Linked DNA regions of Mus musculus: all the other regions are linked to region 3. Evidence: chromatin contacts called from public promoter capture Hi-C data. All regions are on one chromosome and are shown on one strand. Each heading gives the region's core, a stretch centred on a gene start, on an enhancer-like site or on the middle of the called end of the contact. The rest is flanking DNA. Distances are from core to core; before and after follow the strand shown. Region 1 holds the start of Coq10a (coenzyme Q10A). Region 2 holds the start of Stat2 (signal transducer and activator of transcription 2). Region 3 holds the start of Mettl1 (methyltransferase like 1). Region 4 holds the start of Rbms2 (RNA binding motif, single stranded interacting protein 2).

What was found. Promoter capture Hi-C pulls out the DNA fragments that hold promoters and counts their contacts.
Region 1: a promoter capture Hi-C map of hippocampal neurons shows a contact between it and region 3, with 5 times the contacts expected there. The contact joins the promoter of Coq10a here to the promoter of Mettl1 in region 3. A contact is called at or near these places in 7 of 39 promoter capture datasets (the C10 cell line, cranial neural crest, embryonic stem cells and 4 more), 1 of 115 datasets of contacts at active chromatin or transcription factors (acute myeloid leukemia) and 2 of 9 other capture datasets (adipose tissue and liver).
Region 2: a promoter capture Hi-C map of hematopoietic stem and progenitor cells shows a contact between it and region 3, with 2.9 times the contacts expected there. The contact joins the promoter of Stat2 here to the promoter of Mettl1 in region 3. A contact is called at or near these places in 2 of 39 promoter capture datasets (the C10 cell line and hematopoietic stem and progenitor cells).
Region 4: a promoter capture Hi-C map of pre-B cells shows a contact between it and region 3, with 4 times the contacts expected there. The contact joins the promoter of Rbms2 here to the promoter of Mettl1 in region 3. A contact is called at or near these places in 4 of 39 promoter capture datasets (embryonic stem cells, frontonasal cranial neural crest, hippocampal neurons and 1 more), 1 of 484 Hi-C or Micro-C datasets (B cells) and 1 of 115 datasets of contacts at active chromatin or transcription factors (embryonic stem cells).

Annotation. Positions count from the first base shown.
Region 1 is chr10:128,365,319-128,371,947 of GRCm38.p6, forward strand. It overlaps Coq10a (coenzyme Q10A), which reads right to left and starts at 3,662. Exons shown (of 5, transcript NM_001374700.1): 1 at 3,380-3,662; 2 at 2,689-2,835. The coding sequence starts at 3,519.
Region 2 is chr10:128,266,829-128,272,805 of GRCm38.p6, forward strand. It overlaps Stat2 (signal transducer and activator of transcription 2), which reads left to right and starts at 3,670. Exons shown (of 24, transcript NM_019963.2): 1 at 3,670-3,889. Apof (apolipoprotein F) reads left to right here and starts at 1,871. Exons shown (of 2, transcript NM_133997.3): 1 at 1,871-1,941; 2 at 2,167-4,422. The coding sequence starts at 2,184. The coding sequence ends at 3,131.
Region 3 is chr10:127,040,445-127,046,239 of GRCm38.p6, forward strand. Mettl1 (methyltransferase like 1) reads left to right here and starts at 1,488. Exons shown (of 6, transcript NM_010792.1): 1 at 1,488-1,626; 2 at 2,616-2,779; 3 at 4,023-4,207; 4 at 4,312-4,425; 5 at 4,582-4,683; 6 at 4,835-5,017. The coding sequence starts at 1,535. The coding sequence ends at 4,984. It overlaps Eef1akmt3 (EEF1A lysine methyltransferase 3), which reads right to left and starts at 950. Exons shown (of 3, transcript NM_001205036.1): 1 at 774-950; 2 at 544-655. The coding sequence starts at 950.
Region 4 is chr10:128,172,158-128,178,199 of GRCm38.p6, forward strand. Rbms2 (RNA binding motif, single stranded interacting protein 2) reads right to left here and starts at 4,411. Exons shown (of 13, transcript NM_019711.2): 1 at 4,193-4,411. The coding sequence starts at 4,258.

The sequences.
Region 1 (6,629 bases), core at 2,412-4,911, 1.3 Mb after region 3:
CAGACAAACCCAGATGGCATATTTTACAATTAGAATGGAAGCTTCCCACCCCCACCTGGCAAGGTCTCATGTAGCCCTGGCTAGCTCTAAACTCCGTAGAGTTGAGGTGACCTTGAACTAATGTTCCTGCCTCTACTTCCTGAGAGAGCTGAGACTACAGATATGCACACCACACCTGGTTTGTGTTGTTAGGGACCACAGCCTCATGCATGCTAAGCAAGCACTCTGCCAACCGAGACACATCTTCAGACCACAATGCTTTTATATTATTTTATCCCAATATAGACTGTACACAACAGGTTGCCAGTTTTATTGGTAGTCAGATCTCAAAATTTCCTGTTTTGTATGGAACATGTACAGATCAGAGAACAACTTGCAGCGGACAGTTCTCCATTGTGTGGATTTGTGGAATCTCTATCAGGCCTTCAGGCTTACTGGCAGGTGCCTTTACATACTGAGCCACTGGAGTTTTTAAAAGTCTTATATAAGCCGGGCGTTGTGGCACACACCTTTAATCCCAGCACTCGGGAGGCAGAGGCAGGCAGATTTCTGAGTTCAAAGCCAGCCTTGTCTACAAAGTGAGCTCCAGGACAGCCAGGGCTATACAGAGAAACCCTGTCTCAAAAAAACAAAAAAAGTCTTATATAGCCCAGGCTGACTTTAAACTGTGGAGCCCAAGTTGGCTTCAAATTCCTGATCCTCCTCGCTCAACATCATGAGTGCTAGGAACATACCTCTACAGCTTCCTAGAAACTACCTGTGCCTCCAATCTTGCCTATACCACAGTGGAGCTGGTAATACTTGGTTCATGTGCTCACGAGGCCCGAATGAGACAATCTGGGTAAAATGCCTATGTGCATGGACTGGAGATGGAGCTTAGCATCAATGGTAGATCTTACTTGGCATATGGGAAGCCTTAGGCTCAGTCCCCAGCACCACATACATGTGTGGTGCTAGAGCAATGGCTGTTCTTGCAGAGGACCCAGGTTTGATCCCCAGCACCCACATTGGGGAGCTCAGGAATGCCCTGCTGTCTTTTTAAATATGTGACTCCAAGCATGGTATCCACAAGCCTTTAATCCCAGTACTAGAGAGGCAGATGGATTTCTAAATTCAAGAACAGCCAGGGCTACACAAAGAAACCCTGTCTTGATAAACACCAAAACCAATCATTGTTATTTACTATATAGGTGGCAATCATAGGAAAGATAGCTAAACAGTGAGTTCCAAGACAGCCAAGGCTACATAGAAAAATCCCAACTTGAGTATTTTACATCTATTTGTGTATGGGAGCATGTATGCCAGTTTGTACTAGAAGTCAGAAACCAACCTCCAGCAATTGGCTCTCCCCTTCCACCGTGCAGATCCAGAGGGGTGAAACTCAAGTCATGAACCTTGGCCGTAAGTATCCTCACCTCAAATGCCATTTCACCACCACCATCTTTTTAGATAAATTTAACTTTATAGCCTGCAGTGCAGGTTAGTGGGCTGAAACTGATAAGGATCCTCCTGCCTAGGGCTGCTAAAGTTGTAAGCTTCTACCACCACCAAATTTTAAAAAAATGAATGTGTATGTTTTGGGGAGGGGATGTACACATGAGTGCAGGTGCCCACAGAATCCAGAACAGGACACAAGATCCTCTGGAGCTGAAGTCACAGGCTGCCTAGTGTAGGTGCTAGGAACTAAACTCAGCAGTGCAGGCTCCTAGACATTAACCCATTTCTCCAACCTCCCGCCCCAATATTTTTAGTTAAAAAAATTTTTTTTTCATTATTTTATGTGCACGAGTGTTTTGCCTCCATGTTTATCTGTGTATCAAACATGCTCCCGCTTGAGGTTGCAGTATGCCTCCAGGTGGGGCTGGGAAACAAACTCGACCCTTTGCAGCAACGAGTGTTCATCACTGAGCCAACTCTCCAGTCCCTTATAGTTTAAATTTTTTAAAGCATTTTTGCTATAGCTGGACATGGTGGTGCACGCCTTTAATCTCAGCACTTGGGAGACCGGCCAGCCAAGTCTAAATAATGATACCGATTATCAAAATAAAACAAAAGCCTGACATCCTGGTAGCCAGTAAAGTCCATTTAGTCCCAGTGCTTAGGAGGCAGAAGCAGGCAGATCTCTGAGTTTTAGCCCAGCCTAGACTACATAGTTCCAAGGTAGATACCCAGAGGTATGTCTTGAGACCTTGGCTCAAACAACAATAACAAAAAGCTGTGACTTAATTAAGTCCTGTAATAAGTGGTTTCTTAGCATGTTCAATCCCCAGCACTGCAGAAAAACAGCAGCATGGTGGCACATGTCTATAATCTCAGCTCTAGGGAGGTAGGTGGAGGCAAGATATAAGTTCAAAGTCTTCTTGACTGTATATCAAGTTCAAGGCCAACCCTAGGCTATGTGAGAGCCTGTCTCAAAATGTGTGTGTGTGAGATACCTATGATGCAGCTCTGGCTATGTAGTCCGTGGAAGCTTCAAGCTTAGATTACAGGCTGTACTACCTAGTCGGTTACCTTTCTATGATGTAACACAATTCTAGACTAATACACGTGCAGAACAACTAAGGTGGGAAATTTAGGTTGAAAGGCTGGCAGCGAAAACGTTGCTGGGGAGACAAGTGGCCCAATATGAATCTTACCCACTACTGGTACATGGTTATTTATTTGAAGGGGAAAAAAAGGAATGCTCACCCCATGATCCTACGCTCCGAGTAAGCCTTTCGCTTGTTGGTAAAGGGGGCAGCAAAGCCCATGAAGGAACGACTATGAGGTAGGCCAGCCTCCGCTGCCAAGGCCTGGGCAGCGCGAGGCAAGAAGAGATTACAGGAAATCAGAAACCTAGCGCCAAAAAGAAAGGAGAGGCAGCGTCACGATTCTTTTTTTGTATTCAACCACTTCAGGTGAAGGGGAAGAGGGATGCATCACAGAGGAAGGTCGTTGGTTCGGGCAAGCTTTTCTGCCCCTAGCACCTGCTGCAGCTAGCTGGGCTGGCTGGCCAGGCAGTCACGAGTGCGAAAGGTCGAGGGCGGCTGAGGACAGGGCCAGGGGTGGGGATGGGAAAAAGAAGGGCACGTCCTAAGTGCCAGCTGCCTTTGAGGCAACACTACTGCTGCAAGCAAACTGAAGCATCTCTGACGCCAGGGTCAGGCCAGGCACATCAAAGCCAGAACGCCGGCGAAGGCCAAGAAGTGGCTGGCACGCACCCGCCCCGAGCATCTAGCTTGTACGCGTATCTCCAGAACTCCATTCGAACTCCCAGGGCACCACCAATGCCAGCCCTTCTCCGGCCTGCCGTCTAAGGGCTGCCACCCTCCACCGCTGAACTTCGGGGTGCCGGGCGACCCCCTCCGGTCCTGCGCGGACGTCTGTGCCTGCCTCTCACCTCATTGGACGCGGCGGCCGCGGAGGGCCCGGGGGCGGGGTCGGGACGGAGCGCGCGCCCCGGCAGAGCGAGAAGCCGCAGCAGCTCCGGGCGGCCGCGCGCGTCGGGGCCGGGAGCCTCCGCGCGCCCGCAGAGGCCATGCGCGCGCCCCTGCCTGGCACTCCCGGCGGCGGCGAGCTGTAGGGGAGGCCGGGCAGGAAGGGCGGCGCGAGCTCCGGCTGCCTTCGCCCTGCTCCGGCCCGCGCGCCGGATAGGCTGTCACTGAAGCGGTGACCGCAGCTCTGGGTCCCCTCACGTCACGCCGTTGCCAGGGATCGGGAGGAGGGAGCGCGAGGAAGGAAGGGACAACGCTGCCTGTCGGGAGATGTAGTTTCTTTGACACCTCTGGCGTGAAAGAAAGGGCGCTGGGTGCGTGTCGGAGGAGCTGCAGAGATGGCTCGGGGGAGCGAGATCGCCTGGCACAAACTACTTGGCGAGTCTGTGGTCACAGGACCTGATACGTAGACGCAGAGGCGACGTCGTGGGCGTGTCAACGGCAGATGGCTGTCGATGTCCAGAGGAACGTTTCTCAGAGCCCTTTAGAAGGAGAGGCTCTTTTCATCCTACTGGCCTTTGCAGTGCCTGCTGCCGGTTTATGTCTTTGGAAAAGGATATTAACTTTGCAAGTTCTGGGCTGACTTGTATAATCTCTCCTAGATCTACACGCCCTTCCCCCTTCCTCCCCTTCTCGTTATTCGAGACAAGACAATTCAGGCCTTGAATTTGCAGTGCTCCTTCATGAACGTCCCTAGGAGCAGAATTTCCTCCCTAATATTTATGGAAAGAAGTCTGAGGCAGAAGCAGGAGGGTTGCCACGAGTTCCAGGCCAGCCTGGGCTACCTACCCAGTTTTAGAGTAGCCAGCTCTAAACAAGAAGCAAGCCCTACTGTCAGACCAAACCAAACATAAGACATGGTTTGTTTGTTCTTTGAGACGCCCTCGCTATATAAGCTTGGTTGCCCTGGAACTCTTGGATATCGTCCTGACTCTTAGCTGCTGAGATTACAGACATGCATGCTCTCCAGGAGGGCTTTGGGGTGTCATGATCTTGCTCTGTAACCTGCACTGACCTTGAACTCATATGCACCTTCTTGCTGCCACTTCCCAGTTGCTGGAATTACAGGTGTGAGCTACTACTAGCCAAAATTTACTTTTAGAAAAAAGCACCATCACTGTCGGGGAAAAATGTGTACTCAATGGAGGACGAGACATCACAGGCAGAAAGCCCAAAGGTGAATACTACGTCCCAGGATTCAAGGAAAAAACAAGCGCTCTTGGGAAAAGTATGACCAAAGGAAAAAGAGAGAAGAGAAATAAACTACAAATTAGAAAGAGATTAGCCTAGACGGGTGCAAGAGCAAGCAAAATTCTCCCGACTGTCACAGAGCAAGCTCTGCTTTCCCTACGCTGGGTTAAAGCTCCCCACATTGATTCGAGCTTTGCCTGACAAAGGAAATGTGCTGGCAGGAAGAAGACAGGCAATCAAAGCTACATTGTGATACAAGTCAAATGCTTTACACAAATAAGGTCATAGACTCAGAGTCAAGACGAGGCTAGCCAGATGGCTCAGTGGGTAGGGGTGCTTGCCACCCAGTTTGCTCTGAATTCAATCCTCAGGACTCCCCCCCCCCCCCCCGCCCCCATGGAGAGAACCAGCTAAACACACATCACACAACACACATGTGCGTCTCCCACACCCACACACACACCATAAACATACATACACATTCTCATGCACACACACACATTCACATTTATACACTCACACACATACACATTCTCACACACACACCATGCACACACACATACTCATTCTCATGCACACACACACACACACACACACACACACACACACACGAGAGCATGAAACCTCCAGATGCAGAATGAGTGCATTTCTAACACTTTTCCTTCCAAGCTCTTCAGAGAGAGCCTGCTGTGTCCTCATTCCCACGTCCCTTCCCTTCCTTCCAGTTCAAAGGTGGTGTTCCTTCTGCGTATGACCTTGAAGGGCAGCCTACTCCTTCCAGCTTCAGTCTCTAGTCTGAACCCACCTCCTCTGACGTCTGAGACAGCTGCTCGGAGTGAGGAGTAAGGTTGGGCAAAAGAGGGAAGTTAACTGGGATATATGGCTGAACTGTGACCTCATTAACACCACCTTAACAGAGTTAACTGCCTCAGAAGCCCTAAGGCCCAGGAGCCCTACAAAACCAATGTGCTTGCTGTTCTCCAAGTAATTAAATAGCTAATTACTCCCATTTAATCCTTCCCTAGTTCATTCTCCTCACCTCTTGTTGTCCTCCTGACATTTTACACCAATAACTTCTTTTAAGTACTGACTTCAGAACACCTCCTCCAGGAAGACTCTCTTGACTGAACCCATATCAGTACTGCTCTGAATACCGGATTTCATAAAAATAAGCATGTATCGTATATCTTCTCCTTGTTTTATGTGTTGTGTTATACTTCCTGGGCTGCAAACATTTCAAAAAGAGACACTTGCCATAACTTTTCTTTAAAAACACAAACAAAAAACTTTTGTTTGGGAGCTGGAGAGATGACTCAGAGGTTAAGAGCACTGGCTGCTCTTCCAGAGGTCCGGAGTTCAGTTCCCAGAAACCACATGGTGGCTGACAACCATCTATAATGGGATCTGATGCTCTCTTCTGGCATGTAGGCATACCTACAGGTAGAACACTCGTATACATAAAAAGTAAAATAAAACCTTTTGTTTGGTTTTGAGATAAGGTCTCATATAGGCCAGGCTTTCTTCAAACTCATAATTTAACTAAGCAAGGCTGACCTTGAACTCCTGATATCCCGCTTCACGAGTGCTGAGGTTACTGGCTTGTGTTGCCATACTTGACTATAACTTATTTGTTCGTTTTGAGTCAGGGTTTCTCTACTTAGCCCAGGCTGTCCAGGAACTTCCTACATAGGCCAGGGTGGCCTCAAACCCTCAGAGATCTGCCTGCCTTTGCCTTCCACATGCTGGGGCTAAAGGTATTTGCCACCATACACAGTTAAGCTGAAACTTCTAAGTTTCTACCTACTGACCAGTTAGTATGGTAAAGTATATATACTGAGTATTTACATTTGTTTTTTTGTTTGTTTGTTTGTTTGTTTGTTTGTTTTCGAGACAAGGTTTCTCTGTATAGCCCTGGCTGTCCTGGAGCTCACTTTGTAGACCAGGCTGGCCTCGAACTCAGAAATC
Region 2 (5,977 bases), core at 2,420-4,919, 1.2 Mb after region 3:
TATAGCCTTGTCTGCCCAGCCTAAGAGTTTATTCTTAAAATATTTTAAAATAAATACTTTTTAAATTTTTGTTGCCAGTTTATGCCACTTTTTAAAAAAATTGTTTCATCACCTTAGAACCATTTAAAAGCAATTCTCTCTCTCTCTCCCCTCCCTCCCCCCCCCCCCTGACATCTATGTGTGCACACGCATGCATGCCTGGGTCAGGGCACAGATGTGGAAGTCAGAGGACATTTCTAGGAGACACAATCTCACAGCAAACTCGCTGACCATGTGGTCCTTATGATCTTTCCACCGAGTTTTGCAACGTTCCCTGAGCCTTAGGTGTGTTTTACAGATGTATCATCCATGGAGACTGGACTCCACGACTCTGCATTTTGATCGACTACGATTTTCTCTAGTGGTCTCCATCTGCAAAGAGAAGTCTCCTCCATGAGAGAAGAGGACTATGGATACCTGTGGCTTTAAGGACAAATATTTAGGGCTGGAGAGATGGCTCAGTGGTTAAGAGCACCGACTGCTCTTTCAGAGGTCCTGAGTTCAATTCCCAACAACCACATGGTAGCTCACGATCATCTGTAATGGAATCCAGTGACCTCTTCTGGTGTGTCTGAAGACAACTGCAGTGTACTCATATTAAAAAAAGAAAAATCTTAAAATTAAAAAAAAAAAAAAAAAAAAAAAGGACGCCGGTTTGTGGTGGCCCATGCCTTTAATCCCAGCACTTGAGGAGGCAGAGGCAGGCAGATTTCTGAGTTCAGCCTGGTCTACAGAGTGAGTTCCAGGACAGCGAGGGCTATACAGAGAAACCCTGTCTCGAAAAAAACAAACAAACAAACAAAAACCCCAAACAAACAAACAAAAGGACAAGTATTTAGGCATCGTTAGGGATTATGCTGTGTAGTCATATGCTGTGTGTAGGTTTTCCTTCCAGATCTATACCTCACTAGATCTATGTAGTTGGCTAGGTTTCCCTACCAAGCATGACTCCCCTCTTGCTGAGTGGCCTCACAAACTTTTTTGTTTGTTTTTCAAAACAGGGTTTCTTCTGTGTAGCCCTAGCTGTCCTGGAATTTGCTTTGTAGACCAGTTTGAATAGGCCTCAAACTCAGAGATCTACCTCTGTTTCCTGGATGCTGGGACTCAAGGTGCGGGACCACCACCAGCCGGATCCACAACTTTTAAAAATATGGGTGAAAGGGCTGGAGAGCTGGGTTAGTGGTTAAGAGCACTGGCTGTTTTTGCACATGACCCAGGTTCAATTCCTAGCACTCACAGAGCAGCTTACAACCCTCTGTAACTCTGGTTCCAGGGAATCCAACGCCCTCCTTGGGCATTGGGCGCCTGCAGTGCACTTACAGAAACACTGGAAAAACACTCAGGCACATAAAATAACAACAAACAAATCTCCACAAAAAGGTAGGCAGATTTCTGAGTTCAAGGACAGCCTGGTCTACAGAGTAAGTTCCAGGACAGCCAGGACCACACAGAGAAACCCTGTCTCGGAAAAAAAAAAAAAAAAGTCTTCACAAAAGACACAACAAAATAACATGGATGAAGATGTGCCAGTGGATTTGAAGTCTCTGAAGACCGTCTGGTGAGTATCGATACAGCCCAGCCGTCTAAACGTGGCAGTCCTCAGTAGACTCTGTCCTTGTCCCAAATTAAAGCCAGGTGACCTTCATGGAAGATAAGATCAATGTCCTCACTGTTGAACCTTTCTGTCCCTGGCTTATTTGCAAAGGCCCTGGCCAATGTCAACATTGGGAGCCTCATCTGCACCACAGGGGCTGATGGGTTTGCTCTAGCAATTGGCCCAGCCCCTTTCACCTCAGCAGCCCCAAATATCTCTCCTATTCATAGGGCAGAGAAACAGGAGCAGGATTGTGGAACTACCGAAGCTACCCAGGGACTCTTACTTCTCAATGGCCGGACTGTATGGTAATCTGGGTCCCCCATAAGTGGGTGGGCATTAAATGGGGAGGTCACTCTGACCTAGAAATGACAGAAATTGTGCTGCACTTCCCATATCCTTACCCCTTTGCTAAACAGAACATAAGCTTGGAGGTAGGTGGTAGATTGGGGGTTCCCTGAATCTTGGGCTCCCTGCAGACTATAACCTTCAAAGACATGGTCTGCATGTTTTGGGGTTCTCCCTTTTTCCAGGGTGCTCAGCTCCTGACATGCATAGCCTCCGACTCATCCTGATGTCAATCCAGCTGCTTTGCTATCTCCTGCTGTGTCCTGTGGATGCCACTTCACACGGAGAGGCAACCAGTGTCTCTACGGTGCTCCCTCCCTCGAAGTTGGGATACCAGATGCAGACCTCAGACAAGCCCTTGTCCTGCCAGATGCTGCTCCCCAAGTCCCTGCCTGGCTTCACTTACATGCCCCCTGTCTCCAAATTCCTGGTAGGCCTGGCTCTAAGGAATGCTCTGGAGGCAGCTGGCTGCCAGGCTGAGGTCTGGGCTCTTCAGCTTCAGCTTTACCGATTAGGAGGTGTGGAGGCTACACAAGCCCTCATCCACCATCTCCAGGAGCTCCAGAAGAGTGGACACACAGACCGGGAAGTGTCTGTGGATGCCCTGTCCTCTGCTCTGCAGCTCTTAGCCTGGGAGCAGCCAGGTCCAAAGAGGGCCAAACGTTCGATTTCCAACACAGACTGCGACAATGATCAGGAACAGAGTGTCCACAATGTGGTTGACCTACTACCAGCAGTAGGCACCTACTACAACCTAGGCACAGCTTTGTATTACGCCATTAAGAACTGCTCTGACAAGGCCAAGGAACGAGGTCGAGATGGGGCCATAGATCTGGGTTATGATCTCTTGATGGCCATGGTAGGCGCGTCAGGGGGCCCAGCTGGTGCGGTGATCACGGCTGCTCTTAAGCCAGCGATGAAGGCTGGGGTTCAGCGGCTGATCCAGTATTATTATGATGAGAAAGAGGTGACCACCCCTCAGCCAGAGGTGACCACCCATCAGCCAGAGACCGGAAAGGATGCCACCACAGATATCGGTGTTGTGGAAGAAATAGCCATGTCTAATTTTGTGTCAGAAGTTGAAAGTACAACTTCTAACTGGGAGTGGCCTTTATTAAAGAACTATGGTGTCTTGGCGTACAAGAGATAGTAACAAAACAACCAATAAGTGGAAAATTCTGACAAGAGAAGTGTAGATGGATGGATGGGTGGGTGGATGGTTTGGGATACTGTCATCGCTTGCCAGTAATTTCCTTCTTGAAACTTAGATTTTTACACTCTAATGGGGCTGGCTAACTTCCACCTGAACAAGTGATTATAGAAATTAAAAAGCGTTATCATGAACCCACAGTATTTATCATTCATATCCTCAAAAATACCTTATTACCTCAGCTCTTCCCTCCCTATCCTAAGGGACGCAGGTCCCACCCTTTCTATGGAGTCCTAGGTGCCTTCACGCACCCTGGTTTCAGTTTCCTTTCCCTAGAACTCACGGTTCGGTTCGGGTAAATCAGCTGCTAGAATTCCTGGCTAAGACTTTAGTTGGGCTCCGCCCGACTAGGGGGGCGGGAGCGGGCACTAACGAGCTTCTCCCTCTCCGCCAATCACTGAAGTCGGCGGTGTGGTTTCAAGCAGCTTGTCCAGCCCAGCGCTGAACGGGGTTGTGTTTCAGCCAATGAGAGTGACACGCGGGGAGGGCGTGGCTAAGCTTTCGGTCGCCCCACCGATCCCGGAACGCCGAGCGTCCACAGCCGGGTGATCCATTCCGCCAGCCGGGTGACCCATTCCGCTGTTCGCTATCTTGGTCCGCCGGAGTCGGGGGAGGGTGGAAAACGGGTCCTTGAACCGCTTGGAGAATTGGAAGTTGCAGCGAGAGCACTGGAAGGAGCGGCACTGGACCCTCAGAAGGTACAGGCCCCGAAAGGGTGTGCGGAGCGGGGCGGAGGTGCCAGCCGGTTCCCGGGAAGGGCTGCTGCCCCGGGTGATGCCCCTGTAGACAAGGCTTCTGCTCTCTGGCTGAAGTCGAACACCCTGCAGGATGCTGCACCGCTGCACAGTTCTACTTCTCAACCCTGTCGACTTCCTTCCAAAACTCCTCCGCAACCCTTGCAGCTGCTCTATGTACCCATTATGATCCTTGTCATAAGCCAAAGCTTTAACCTCTGCTCTGCGAATCTATTTACTTATTTGTTTGCTTCCTTATTATATTTTTAAAATTTGTATGCATGTTGTGTTTATGTACTAGGTGCGTGCCTGAATTGGCCAGAAGAGGGCCGAATTTACTAGGACTGGAGTTAAGATGGTTGTGAGCAGCCATGTGGGGGCTGGGAACCGAACCCAGGTCCTCTGGAAGAGCAGCCAGTGCTCTTAACCATGGAGCCATCTCTCGAGGCCCTTTACATAATTTTTGATCCTTGCACAAATAAATAAATAAATAAGAAAGACATCCTTGATCATTATGTGTGTGTGTTTGTATAATATATATATATACACATATGTATATATATATATTATATACATATAATACATATAAACTATAGTCCTAGAGGTGAAACTGTTTGCTTAAGGTTACACACAAAGTCTAGTTTATTTCAGAAAACCTTATTCAGTGCAAAACTGATATCGGAGAGTGAAGCCAACTAGAGAAAGTACTTTGTTGCAGCCCCTATAGCCTACGTGCAGTTAGTTCACTTAGGCAGACTTTGGGTGTGAGGGTTGAGACAGGGTTTCTCTGTGTAGCCCTCCTGTCCTGGAAACTCAAAGATCCACCTGCCTCTTCCTCCCAAGAGCTGGGATTAAAGGTGTGCACCAACACCACCCGTCAAGTTTTTGTTTCTTAGAAGCAATACAGGCATATAATTTAAAGAGTCAAGTACCCGTTTGGAGCTGTAGCTCAACCAAAGCTTTCACAGAGAGTAAGGCACGAGGATCAAGGATTGCAAGAAAGCTAAAATGAAAACAAACATTTTGTTTGAAGAGAGATTGGATCAGGGCTATGGAGATGGTTCTTCAGTTAAGAGCACTGTCTGCCCTCCCAGATGTCCTGAGTTCAATTCCCAGCCATGGTGGTTCACAACCATCTATAATCCTAGAGTCCTATAGGATCCAATGCCGCTTCTGATCTGTGGGTGAACATGCAGACAAAACATCCAACATATACATAAAATAAAATTTTTAGAAGGAGAATAATTGGATCTCCTGCCCAATCTCTTCCCTTCTCCATTCCTGCCTTTAAGGAAAGAAAGTCAACGCCTGGACTCTAGGTGGCAATGTTTGCTCTGTAGTAGAATCATGTGACCTTTAAAGAACACTTGTGTTTCTTCTAAGCTTTTCAGCTCTAGGTACAATAAGAGTAAGATTTTTATTTTTTCCTTTTTATTTATTCTTCTCTCATACATCCTGACCATATCCTCCCTTTCCTTCCCTTCTCCCAGTGCCCCCACCCCATCTCTCCTCTCCTCCAGATCCCCTGCCTCTCCCCTGTCAGCAAAGAGAAGGTCTCCCAGGGGTATCACCCAAACACGACATAGCAAGATGCAGTAAGACTAGGCACAAACCTTCAGATCAAGGCTGGCCAAGGTAACCCAGGAGGAGAAGAAGGGTTCCAAGAACAGGCAAAAGAGTCAGAGACACTCCACTCCCCCCACCCACCCCACACACAAGCTAAACAATCATGACGTATTTGCAGAGCACTCATCTCAGAGTGTTGCAGGCTCCATGATTGCTGCTTCAGTTGCTGTGAGCCCCTATGAATCCTGCCTCGTTGATTCTGTGGACAGTGTTCTCATGGTGTCCTCACCCCTTCTGCCTCCTACCGTCCCTCCTCCCCCTCTTCTGCATGGTTCCTCCCCCCCCCCCCCGCCCCCTGCCAAAAAAAAAAAAGCAATTAAATGATTCCTAGTGATTATTCTGCTGTACTCAGATCAGTGTCTAGGGGCTTCCTGTGGCAGCTGGTGGGAGCAAGATGAAGTAGTTATTTATTTATGTATTTATTTC
Region 3 (5,795 bases), core at 238-2,737:
CAGTACGGTAGCACACACCTATAATCCCAGCACTAGGAAAAAGTAAGACAGGAGGACCAGGCAGGAATTCAAGGCTAATCTCTACGTAATGAGTTTTAGGCCAGCCTGGACAACAAGAGAGCCTGTCTCAACCAGACTACAAAACCACACCCACACCCCCTACCCACACACACACACACACCCAAAAAAAAGAAAGGAAAGAAAAAGATATTTAAAAGATCCTAACATAACAAAGCTACAAATCTTTGATGAGGTTCACTGTCCTAGGTCTCTCCTTCAGAAAATCCATGCAAGCATTTTAGCGAAAGAGCATCTCCAGTTTTTTTTTTTTTTCACGGAAAGCCTATCTTATTTGTTTCAGGTACCCTGAAGCCAACTAGCTTGAGTGTTCTGAACACTCGTCAGCGCTGTCTGCCTTGCAGGAGAATAGAGGTTTGTTAAAAGGAAAGAACTGAGCTGAGTTCTACCCACCCCCAGGAATCCACGTCCTCACTTCTCCACACTCCAGCTCCCCTCCTCCCGCCGCAATGCCAGCTCACGCACCCTGCAGCGCCGCCAAGATTCCCACGATGCCCGTCCCCGCGCCCAGTTCGATCACCTTCTTGCCTCGAAAATCCACATTTTGACTCTCGAAATAGTCACACAGGCTCAGAGCCTATGAGGAAGGGAAAAAGAAAGTGGGAAACTGTCAGAACGGTGTCTCCATATGGGAGAGCCGGGGTCCGGGGACTGGACCTCTCAGGGACCCTCACTTAGGGCAGCCCATTCCTCACCGCATCCCACACGCGTGCCGCCACCCCAAGGCGCGACCCAAAGTTCTGCGTGATGCTCAGCTCGTGCCCACAGAAGCAGAACCGGCTGCTCTCTGAGTAAGAGTCTGTGAAGAGCCGGATCTCCCGTGGGAACACGGATTCGGGCTCAGTTTCCGGATCGGTGCGAGAGCTGGCCATCCGGCAGATAGAGTCCCCGAGCACCCCGGCCAGCGCTCGGATCCCCTCTATCGGTGCGGGGTTGAGGCTGGGGACTGCCAGCCATATGGGCTGCTCCCAGGCACCGGGCCCCGCCTCCCCAGTTCGCTCTCCTTCCTCCAGCTGGACTTCCTAGAGATGGATGGGGATGACCCCCGAGCCCGGGTACCTGGCGCACACAGAACAGGACCCACACAACACCATACGGGCCAGACTTGGTTTGAGACCACCCGGAGAGAGAAGAAATGATGCTTGAGTTTACTGTCAGAGGCGGGTCCCTCACATCCCGCTCACCTGTGGGGCGCACAGGTACCTGTGGGCATTTGAGAACCCAGACTAGGCCAGAACGACCCAAGGGAGGATGCGGGGTGCCCGGAGCTGGCCTCCCCAAAGCACGGTTAGCAATAGCAGGGCGCAGGTTTCCCCTCCCACTCCCTTCAGGGTCCTTTCCCTACGGTGCTACAGAATTTGCTCTTCGCTCTTTAAAAGGCGGGGCCCGCTGGCGGTCCGCGGGCTGCGTCATCACCTCGCGCCGCGAGCTCGGCTCTCCACGTGGACTGCGTGGCATGATGGCGGGAGCCGAAGCCCCCCAGCCGCAGAAGCGCTACTACCGGCAGCGCGCCCACTCCAACCCCATGGCAGACCACACACTGCGCTAGTGAGCGGGCCCGGCGGGGTCCGGGAGGGAGGGAAGGCGGTCGCGCAGGGGCCACCGCTAGGACTTGCGATGGAGCGGGGAGGGTTGTCCGGGTGACACGTCAGCTGAGGATGGCTTAGGGAGATTGGGCAGAAGGCGGAGTTGGCCGGCTGGGAGGGGTCGCGGTGTTGGAGACTTAAAGTCTGGGTGGACTTGCCAGCCAGATCTAGGAAGAGGGGGGAAAAACTATTGCCAAAATGAAGCGAAGCAAGTTGTCATTTCCACCTTCCGGTTTTTCTTTTTAATTTGGTTTGGATTTTGGAGACAGGGTTTCTCTGTGTAGCCCTAGTTGTCCTGGCACTCACTTTGTAGATCAGGCTGGCCTCGAACTCACAGAGATACAGCTTCCTCTGCCTCCTGAGGGTGTGCACCACTACACCCGGCTCCGATTTGGGTTTTTTAATTTATAAAAAGATAAACATATATACACACTCCTGGCCACTCCTTGTTCCATCCTCGCCACACAAAATACATAAACAAAGAGGGCTGGAGAGATGCCTCAGTGGTTAAGAGCGCTTGACTGCTCTTCCAGAGGCCCCAGCAATCACATGGTGGCTGGAAACCACTTCTAATGGGATCTGATTGCCTCTCCTGGTGTGCATGAAGACTGAACACTCATACACATAAAATGCAAAATACACGGGTAAATAAAAATTTTAAAATATACATAAACAAAGTAGTGCTCCAGTGCCTTAGGCAGTCAGTCTCTGGGAAAACCTTACACACATCAGTACCCAGAAGAACTTGGCAGATCTGCAGCCATAGCCTCATGATGGGACTGATTCACACCCTAGAAGCCAGGGGACTTCCCATTACACCTTCTACATACCACATGGTCCCTGCATGCAGAGTTTTTTTCTAAGCCTACCACCCCCCCCCCAACTCTTACACAAAATGTCTGCACTGGTATGTACAACAGTCTCATGTGTCTCATGTCTTCTTTCTAATAGCCCTGTGAAGCCAGAGGAAATGGACTGGTCTGAGCTTTACCCAGAGTTCTTTGCTCCGCTTATTCAAAATAAGAGCCATGATGATCCAAAGGATGAGAAAGAAAAGCACTCTGGGGCCCAAGTGGAGTTTGCAGACATAGGCTGTGGCTATGGTGGCTTGTTAGGTAATAAGCTGGCCCTTTTCTTGGGACAGGGAGAGGCCTGGGTTCTGCCATCTCAGCAGGTTAGAGGCAGGATTAGTTGACCTTTCCTCCTGGGACCAGACAGCAGTGACATCAGTGTGGAGAGCCTCCACCTTCCTTCTACTCTGGGTCTGTGGCCTTTGCCCTGGAGGAGGGAGGGGGCTGCCTCAGATGTATCTGAGAACCCCGGTTGTTCTGTCTAGCTCCAGTGGCTCCAGTCCCTCCGTGAGCCATTCCACTGCCTTGTGCTGGGTCAGTGAGCCGGGTCAGCACAAGCGTCAGAGATCAGCTCCAGTGGCCACTGATCCTGAACCGTCTTTCTCGGGGATTCCACCACCTTCCCTCTCCTACCCCTTCTCTCACCAGAACACATTCTGCTCCACCCTCTCATGGTCTGGAGTTCCTGTTACATTTGTTTTCCAGAGCATGCATGTCAAGCCACTGGTCTATGTTCACATCTTCCCTATAGACAGGTAACAGTGTGTCAGAGCGGTGGAGCGTGGTGTGTGGAGACTGAAGACTTTGGTTCATGTTAGTGCTGCCCCCCTGGTTAATTGTATGGTCTTAGCATTTCTGACCCTCAGTTTCCCCAACCTTCACACTGTACCAGAGAGTGTTATAAAGACCAAATGATGCTGGGCAGTGGTGATGCACGCCTTTGATCCCAGCACTTGGGAGGCAGAGGCAGTTGGACCTCTGAATTCAAGGGTAGCCTGGTCTACAAATTGTGTTCTAGGACAACCAAGGAAACCCTGTCTCAGGAAAAAAAAAAAAAAAAGAAGGAAAGAAAAGAAAAGAAAGCAAGCTACGTAGTGACATCACCGGCCTGTAATTCCTGCCCTTTTATTCTATCTGTTTGACAGATCTTGTCTTGTTGTTGGTTATTTTATTTTTTGAAACAGGGTTTCACTATGAAGCCCTGTCTGATCTGGAACATCCTACATCAGACAGGCCGACCTTGAACTCACAGAGATTTGCCTGCTTCTGTCTCCCATTCCCTACTTCCAGTTTTTTGGATTAAAGGCATGAGCCACCACACGGTGCTCCTGGGACAGTGTGACAGTGTTTTTTCTTTCTCTTCCGAAGAAAATCTCTGCAAGATATGGGTATCTCTGCCCCACTCCTGACTTAGATATCTACAAATGAAAATTCTCTTTCCTGTTTAACCTCTCTGTACTTCCTCAAAATGTGACACTGATGGTCCCCTTGATGTCTCTATCCCCAGTGGCACTGTCACCGCTCTTCCCAGATACCCTGATTCTGGGTCTGGAGATTCGGGTGAAGGTGTCGGACTATGTGCAGGACAGGATTCGGGCCCTCCGTGCAGCTCCCGGGGGCGGATTCCAGAACATCGCCTGTCTCCGAAGTAACGCCATGAAACACCTTCCTAATTTCTTCCGCAAGGGCCAGGTGCAGCCTGGGGAGCAGCCGGGTGGGTTAGGCTGGTCGGCAGGTAGAGGTGGAGCTGGGCATTCACAGATGGACAATCCCATTGGTGAACATCTGTCCCACAGCTGGCAAAGATGTTCTTCCTCTTCCCGGACCCACACTTTAAGCGAACGAAGCATAAATGGAGAATCATCAGCCCTACGCTTCTGGCAGAGTATGCCTACGTGCTGAGAGTCGGGGTGAGTGAGGAGGGGAGATGCTGTGGGTGGCCTGCCCGGGGCTCTTCCCTGAGAATTCAGCCTGGGGGAGGCACAGCTAAGCAGTAGCACGATCAGCGTCATCACCTCGTTGCTCGGCTGCATGCAGCCCTGTCTCCAACACTGTCGCTCATCCAGGGCCTGGTGTACACCGTCACCGACGTGCCGGAGCTGCATGAGTGGATGTGCACCCACTTTGAAGAACACCCACTGTTTGAGCGTGTGCCTCTTGAAGAGCTAGTAAGTCAGACATCCGAGGGAAATGGCAGGCCATTCAGAGTGGCCCCATAGCTGGTCCTTGAACTTAGCTCAGGGCTGGGAGGACGGGAGTCTCCAGGCCCTAAGGCAGTTTAAAAGATGGGCAGGGACATTCTGGACCCTCTTTCTGCAGAGTGAAGACCCCATTGTGGAACATCTAGGCAGTTCAACTGAGGAAGGAAAGAAAGTTCTACGCAATGGGGGAAAGAATTTCCCAGCCGTCTTCCGAAGAATACAGGATCCCCTCCTCCAGGCAGTGACCCCCAACCCCACCCTGCCTTAGCCAGACCCCCTAGAAGGTGACTGGAAAAAAGATAAAAAAAAAGAAAGAAAGAAAGAAAGAAAGCCAGGCGTGGTGGCGCACGCCTTTAATCCCAGCACTCGGGAGGCAGAGGCAGAGGCAGAGGCAGTCGGATTTCTGAGTTTGAGGCCAGCCAGGGCTACACAGAGAAACCCTGTCTCGAAAAACCAAAAAAAAAAAAAAAAAAGGTCAGCTCCCCAGGCCTTCCCAGACTGGTGGGACTGTGGGGCCGTGACCTCTCCAAGAAGTTGGTTGGGGAGCAGTCTGTGGTGTTCTTTACCCATCGCTCTTACTGCCTTTTTGTTCCTCCACTGTCTGAAGAAATCAGATGAAGCTGGCTGAGAAGGTCAAAGGACTGTGGGCCAGAGGGGATATTTGGAGGGCTGTGGATATTCTGTTCTCATTGAGCACCCCCCCCCCCCCCGGAGCTTCTCTAGCTCGGGTGAAGCATGTGATGCCCACTGTTTAGTTGTGTGTGTGGAGAAACATGTGATGTACCACTGTCTAGGCTGTGTGTGGCTCAGGTTGCCTTCACTTGTGTTTACTTTGCAGTCCTGGGGATGATCAGGGTGTGTGCCCACGTACCCATGTGTGTGTGTGCCCACGTACCCATGTGTATACCCATGTGCCAATGTCACTATTTCCCAAGAAGGGCTGGGGTATGTATGAAATACCTCCTCCCAACTTCTCCCTGCTTACAGTCTGACCCAGGCAGTCTCTGCTGCCTCTATTGCTGCTATCTCTGTGGAAGTCTCTGAAGAGCAAGAGGGTAGAGAGCCTTCCTTGTCTCTAC
Region 4 (6,042 bases), core at 3,161-5,660, 1.1 Mb after region 3:
CAAATGAGCTACAACCTAGCCCAACCCTTATATTTTTTTGTTTTTTGTTTTTGTTTTTTGTGTTTTCTTTTTTCTTTGTTTGAGGAAGGGCCCTCATGCAAGTTAACTCAAACTATGTAGCTTAGGGTGACCTTGAACTCCTAATCTTCCTACCTCTACCTCCCCAGAGTTGGTTCAATAGAACACTGGGTTACAGGGCCACTCGGCCTCCCCCACCCCACCCCCCAGGCTTTTTGTATTACACTGATCCACACTGTATAACCCTGGCTAGCCTGGGATTTGTAGCAATCTTCCTGCCTCTGCCTCCCAAGTGCTGAGATCACTGGCTTGTGTGCCGCCACCACACCTACATTAACACTGTCACAACAGGAAGAAACACCTGAAAGAACATGCACAGCAAATTAATGTCACTCATTTCCCTCCAGGAGTCGGATTTGAGTGGGAAACTACAGGGCTTTGACAGATTTTTTTCTTTTTAATTTTACAGTGTACATTTTAGATTTATCACTAAAAATTAGCAAAAGATCCTTTTGGTGTTTCAAGACAGGGTTTCCCTGACTGTCCTAAAACTCACTCTGTAGACCGTGTGGCCTGGAACTCAGAGACCCACCTACCTGCCTCTGCCTCCCTTAGCCCGGGATCAAAGGAGTAAACTACTTGTCCAGGCTGCTTGCTTGTTTTCCTTGAGACTAGTTCTCTCTATGTAAACCAGGCTGGCCTTGAACTCACAGAAGACCACCATGCCCAGCCCAGAATCTTTACAATGTTTAACTTTAGGTTTAAAAGTGCACAAATTGGGCTGGAGAGATGGCTCAGCAGTTAAGAACACTGGCTGTTCTTTCAGAGCATGCAGGTTGGGTTCCCATCACACAGCAGTTCACTACTGTCTATAACTCCAGTTTCAGGGGATTTAACACCCTGTCTAGCCTCCAAGGGCACCAGGCACATGTGTGGTATGCAGACATAACTGCGGACAAAACACTCATATACATTTAAAAAAAAAAAGCATGAATTGCTTTGCATGGTGATACTGGCCTATAATTTTGGGAAACTGAAGACTGAAGCAGGAAGATTGAGCAGTTGAAAGCAGCTTGGTATACACAGCTACAGAGTAAGTTTCAAGCCAACCAGGGATACAAAGAATCAAAAATGTACAAGACCAGCGCACTCCCACCCCCAAAAGCACAGATTTACATGAGAAAATACATTGAAACACTTCTCTGAAACAAGAACAAAGGCACCAAACTCTCTGTGTCAACAGCAAGATGGAGAGCAACATAGCCCTTTCAGTTCATGTACCCTAAGTTCACAAGCCCATACACACACACAGCATCAGTCTTGTGCACAGCCACAATATGCACAAAGTGCAAATATGGCTTCCTTAGATGTTTCAGAACATTGGCTTGTAAGAATCCAAAGAATGCTTTCTCCACTTAACACTTTAATTTATTGTGTGCATGTAGGGGTCAGAGGACAACTTGTGGGAGTCTCCTACCTAATATAGGTCCCGAGATAGGACTCAGGCTTGAAGGCACGACCTTTGCCATCTAAGTCATCCTGACAGACCCCCAGAGGCTTTTTTTAATTACTTATTTTTTTATTCTTGCTATCATTAGTGTATCTCTCTGAGTGAGTACACAATGCCACACTGTGTGTGCAGACAGCAGGACAAATTTCAGGAAGGGAGTGACTTTCTCCTTCAACCATGGGACCTGGGGCTTGAAACGACAATTGCTTTCACCCACAGGGCCATCCCACCATCCCCCAAGGTCTTCTTGGCAAATACAATTAGTGACTATGCAGCTGCTCCCACTCCTACCCTATCCAAAGACAGTATTTCCTGAACTGTTTCCCAGACCTTATAAATTATCAGGAAGAGATATGAGATTAAGTTGAAATCTGCAGTCCTATCTCTTGGTCCCCAAGTTCTCCTACACTTACAATCTAAACATCTGGCTGTTGGCTTAGTCACCAAGTGCATGTGCAAGGCCACACGTTCCATCCCCAGCATCAGCATCAACAAAAAAACAAAAAGAAAAAAAAGAAGGAAACTAAATCTTAGACATCCCCCATACTCCAAAGGGAAAGGAGAACTGAGAAAATATTTTAGATATATTCAAATACATAACAACCTGAAAGAGAAAATCCATTTCCTTTTATTCTAATGGGTATCCTGAGAAACTTGGAGGGGAAAAAGAATCAGAAGAGGCTGTGTAGTAGGAGCCCTGGGAAGGCTGAGCCAGGAGGATTACAAGTTTGAGGGCCAGTTGGGCTACATAATAAAACCAAATTAGAAAGAAAGGAAGGCTAGCACTTAGGAGGCAGAGACAGGTGGATTTCTGAGTTCGAGGCCAGCCTGGTCTACAGAGTGAGTTCCAGGACAGCCAGGGCTATACAGAGAAACCCTGTCTCAAAAAACCAAAAAGAAGAAGAAGAAGAAGAAGAAGAAGAAGAAGAAGAAGAAGAAGAAGAAGAAGAAGAAGAAGAAGAAGAAGAAGAAGAAGAAGAAGAAAAGGAAGGAAGGAAGGAAGGAAGGAAGGAAGGAAGGAAGGAAGGAAGAGAAAGAAAGAAAGAAAGAAAGAAAGAAAGAAAGAAAGAAAGAAAGAAAGAAAGAAAGAAAGAAAGAAAGAAAAAGATAAGAGGCAATGGCTCATTCATATCTGTGATCCTGTGACCAGCCTGGGCTACAGAGTGAGTTTTAGGCCAACTTGGAGCAAAGACGGAGACCATGTCTCAAAACCCAAAACTAATAGAAAATGAGAATGAAACTTGTATACAGTACTATAAAGAGCTGAGGAGAATAAAGATAGGTGGAATGTTCCCTTTCAAACACACATACATATAAAATGAATTATATATACATATATACACATATAACATATATATATATGCATATATATATATTAGAAGGGCATCAGTTAATACCTATTGAAATATATAATATAATGTTTGTATATGTGTGTAATCAAAAATATGCATAGAGCTTCATTTCTTTTTTTGTTTTTGTTTGTTTTTTGACACAGGGTTTCTCTCTGTAGCTCTGGCTGTCCTGGAACTTGCTTGTAGTCCAGGCCGGTGTTGAACTTAGAGATTGGACTGCCTCTGCTTCCTGGGTACTAGATTTAAAGGCTTGCACCATCACCTGGCTGTAGAGCTTTCTTTCTTAAGCACATAAACAGAATGAAAACCACATAAACTACCCACCAGAGTACTGCCCTGATGAGATACTAGTATTCGAGTCTCTGAAATGGTCTTTTCAGGTCCACGAGGATATGAATCTCTCCCCACCTCCAACATTCCATCAAACAAGCATAGATCTCTGCACCACGTGTTTTCTTAAAGAACAGCTGTAATGCTCAAAAGAGACCAAAAAGTCTTCCTGCTATGGCTCAAAGCTCCTCCTCCAGCATTGCATACCACAAAATGCCAAGAAACTGCCAAGGATACTCTCTGGCAAATGTGGGCAAGCCTGTCTATCTCTCTCCAGGCTGTTCATTCACTCAAACATACCTTAACTCCTCAGGCAGCCAGGGGTTAATCATAAAGACTCCAGGGATCCTTGCTAAGCCTGGCTATCTGCAGGGTTCCAAGTATCCTCTCAAAAGGCATGACCCAAAGAATCACAGAGCTTTCTGCCTTAATCCCAAAGCATGTTATCTCCCCAAATTCCTCTGCCAGGATGGGTGGGGTGGGGTAGGGTCTCTCGTCTAGAAGCACACACTTAATTCTTGATGAGCCTTGAGACCTCTCAAACTACCTGTAATTTTTCTGCTATCTGGTGGGTTGAGTAAAAAGCGAAGTGAGGTGGGGGTAAGGGTGGATGCAATTAACCAAAATGATAAAATAATCTTGCCGGGTGTGAGCCTAGGGACAAGGTCTGAGTTGTCAGACTATCCCCGGGACCATGGGCGCAGCAGCAGACAGGCAGACTAACTTCGTTTCAGAAGATACAAACTTGCAAAGTTGGTTGTTTTTATTCCGCTGCCTCCTCCAGCCTCACAAACTTCTGCTCTAAATTCCTTTAACTCCAGAACCAGGTGCAAAAAGGCAGGAAAGACGCGGTGGAAGGAGAGGCGCTGAAGGGGGACAGAGGAATCTCGTTCCCCTCTTAAAGGAGAATTCTAAAACCAAGGGCGCTCCTGGATCCCTAGGAAAGGAAGTAGCTGATTCCCCAAAAGCACTTTTTTCCTACCTTCTTGTTGTTCTTGTTATAGCCAAAAGTCGAAATCCCAGGCCTGGAAGTCACTGATAGCAGCATTTTTTCTTTACTGTTACGGAGCTGAGAGAGAGAAAGAAGAGAGTGAAGGAAAGGGAGGGAGAAAGAGGGAGGGAGGAGGGGAGGGGGAAAGGAGAGGGAGAGAGGAAGGGAGGGAAAGAGGGAGGGAAGGGAGAAGGGAGGGGGAGGAGAAAGAGGAGAAAAGGAGCACGCAAGAGAGAGAGAGGGAGTGGGGGGGGGGCCTGCGGGGAAGAATGAGCTAGGTCTGCTCCTTACGTCACTGAGAGAAGTTAACCCAAAGTCAGAACGAGCCACTTCCACTGGGTCCTAATGCCCGGGATGTTCTGTTTTGGTTTTGGTTTTCATAGGCTTAGTTCAAGCTAGAAAGAAGAATTCTTAGGTCTAATCCTTTTCAAATGTAACCCTGTTTCTCCATGAACAAGTTCTGATTATTATGAAAAGACAATTAACCTATTATTAATAAAAGACAATGGTTTTTGTTGTTGTTTTGTTTTGATTTGAAGCTTTCTTTCCCTGAGATCTCAGCTACAAGATTTCAAACTTGGCCTGAAAAATGTCTTAGTAAGTTGCCAGGCCTATGCTCAGTTCCCAGATCTACATGGTAGAAGGAGAGAACCAGCTACCAAAAATTTTTCTCCCCCGACCCCAGCACCCAATGTGGCATGCCCACATATGCACATACAAAAAGAAATAAATGAAATAGTATATATATATATATATATATATATTTAAAGACATCAAGCTTAGTGTAAAAGGACCATCTTGACTGCCTCCCAGAGCATGGAAAGAAGACTATATGGCAATACCGTGTGTGAGAGCTCAGAGCTCAGACTAGTTTATATTAGGGTGATTTTTTTTTTTTTTTTTTTTGGTTTTTGAGACAGGGTTTCTCTGTGTAGCCCTGGCAGTCCTGGAACTCACTTTGTAGACCAGGCTGGCCTCGAACTCAGAAATCCACCTGCCTCTGCCTCCCGAGTACTGGGATTAAAGGTGTGCACCACCACGCCCAGGCCCAGCTTATATTAGGGTGATCTTGATGCAGTAAGAAAGATTTTGGAGTCTGGAGAGCTGGCTCAGGGGTTAAGAGCATGGCTGCTACTCCAGGAGAGCACAGCTGATTCCCAGCATCCACATGAGGTGACTCACAGTCACCTCTATGGCCACTAGCTTCCATGGATACCAGCATGCTCACACATGTGTGCTCTCTCTCCCTCTCCCACTCCCCCCCCCCATCATATACACATGCATACGTATATACACATACATAAGTACACAAAACACACACAGAGACACACATACACACACAATGTTTTATTTTTTATTTTTTGAGACAGGGTTTCTCTGTGTAGCCCTGAATGTTCTGGAACTCACTCTGTAGACCAGGCTGGCCTGGATATCTGCCTACCCCTGCCTCCCAAATGCTGGGATCAAAGGTGTGCACCCCCACTGCCAAGCTAATTTTTTTAACATTAAAAAAAAAGTATCTTGGAGCTGGCGAGATGGCTCAGTGGTTAAGAGTGCCAACTGCTTTTCCGAAGGTCCCGAGTTCAAATCCCAGCAACCACATGGTGGCTCACAACCATCCGTAATGAAATCTGACGCCCTCTTCTGGAGTGTCTGAAGACAGCTACAGTGTACTTACATATAATAAATAAATAAATAAATAAATAAATAAATCTTTAAAAAAAAAGTATCTTAAAATTAATAGGGCTGGTGAGATGGTTCAGTGGGTAAGAGCACCTACTGCTCTTCCAAAGGTACTGAGTTCAAATCCCAGCAACCACATGGTGGCTCACAACCACCCA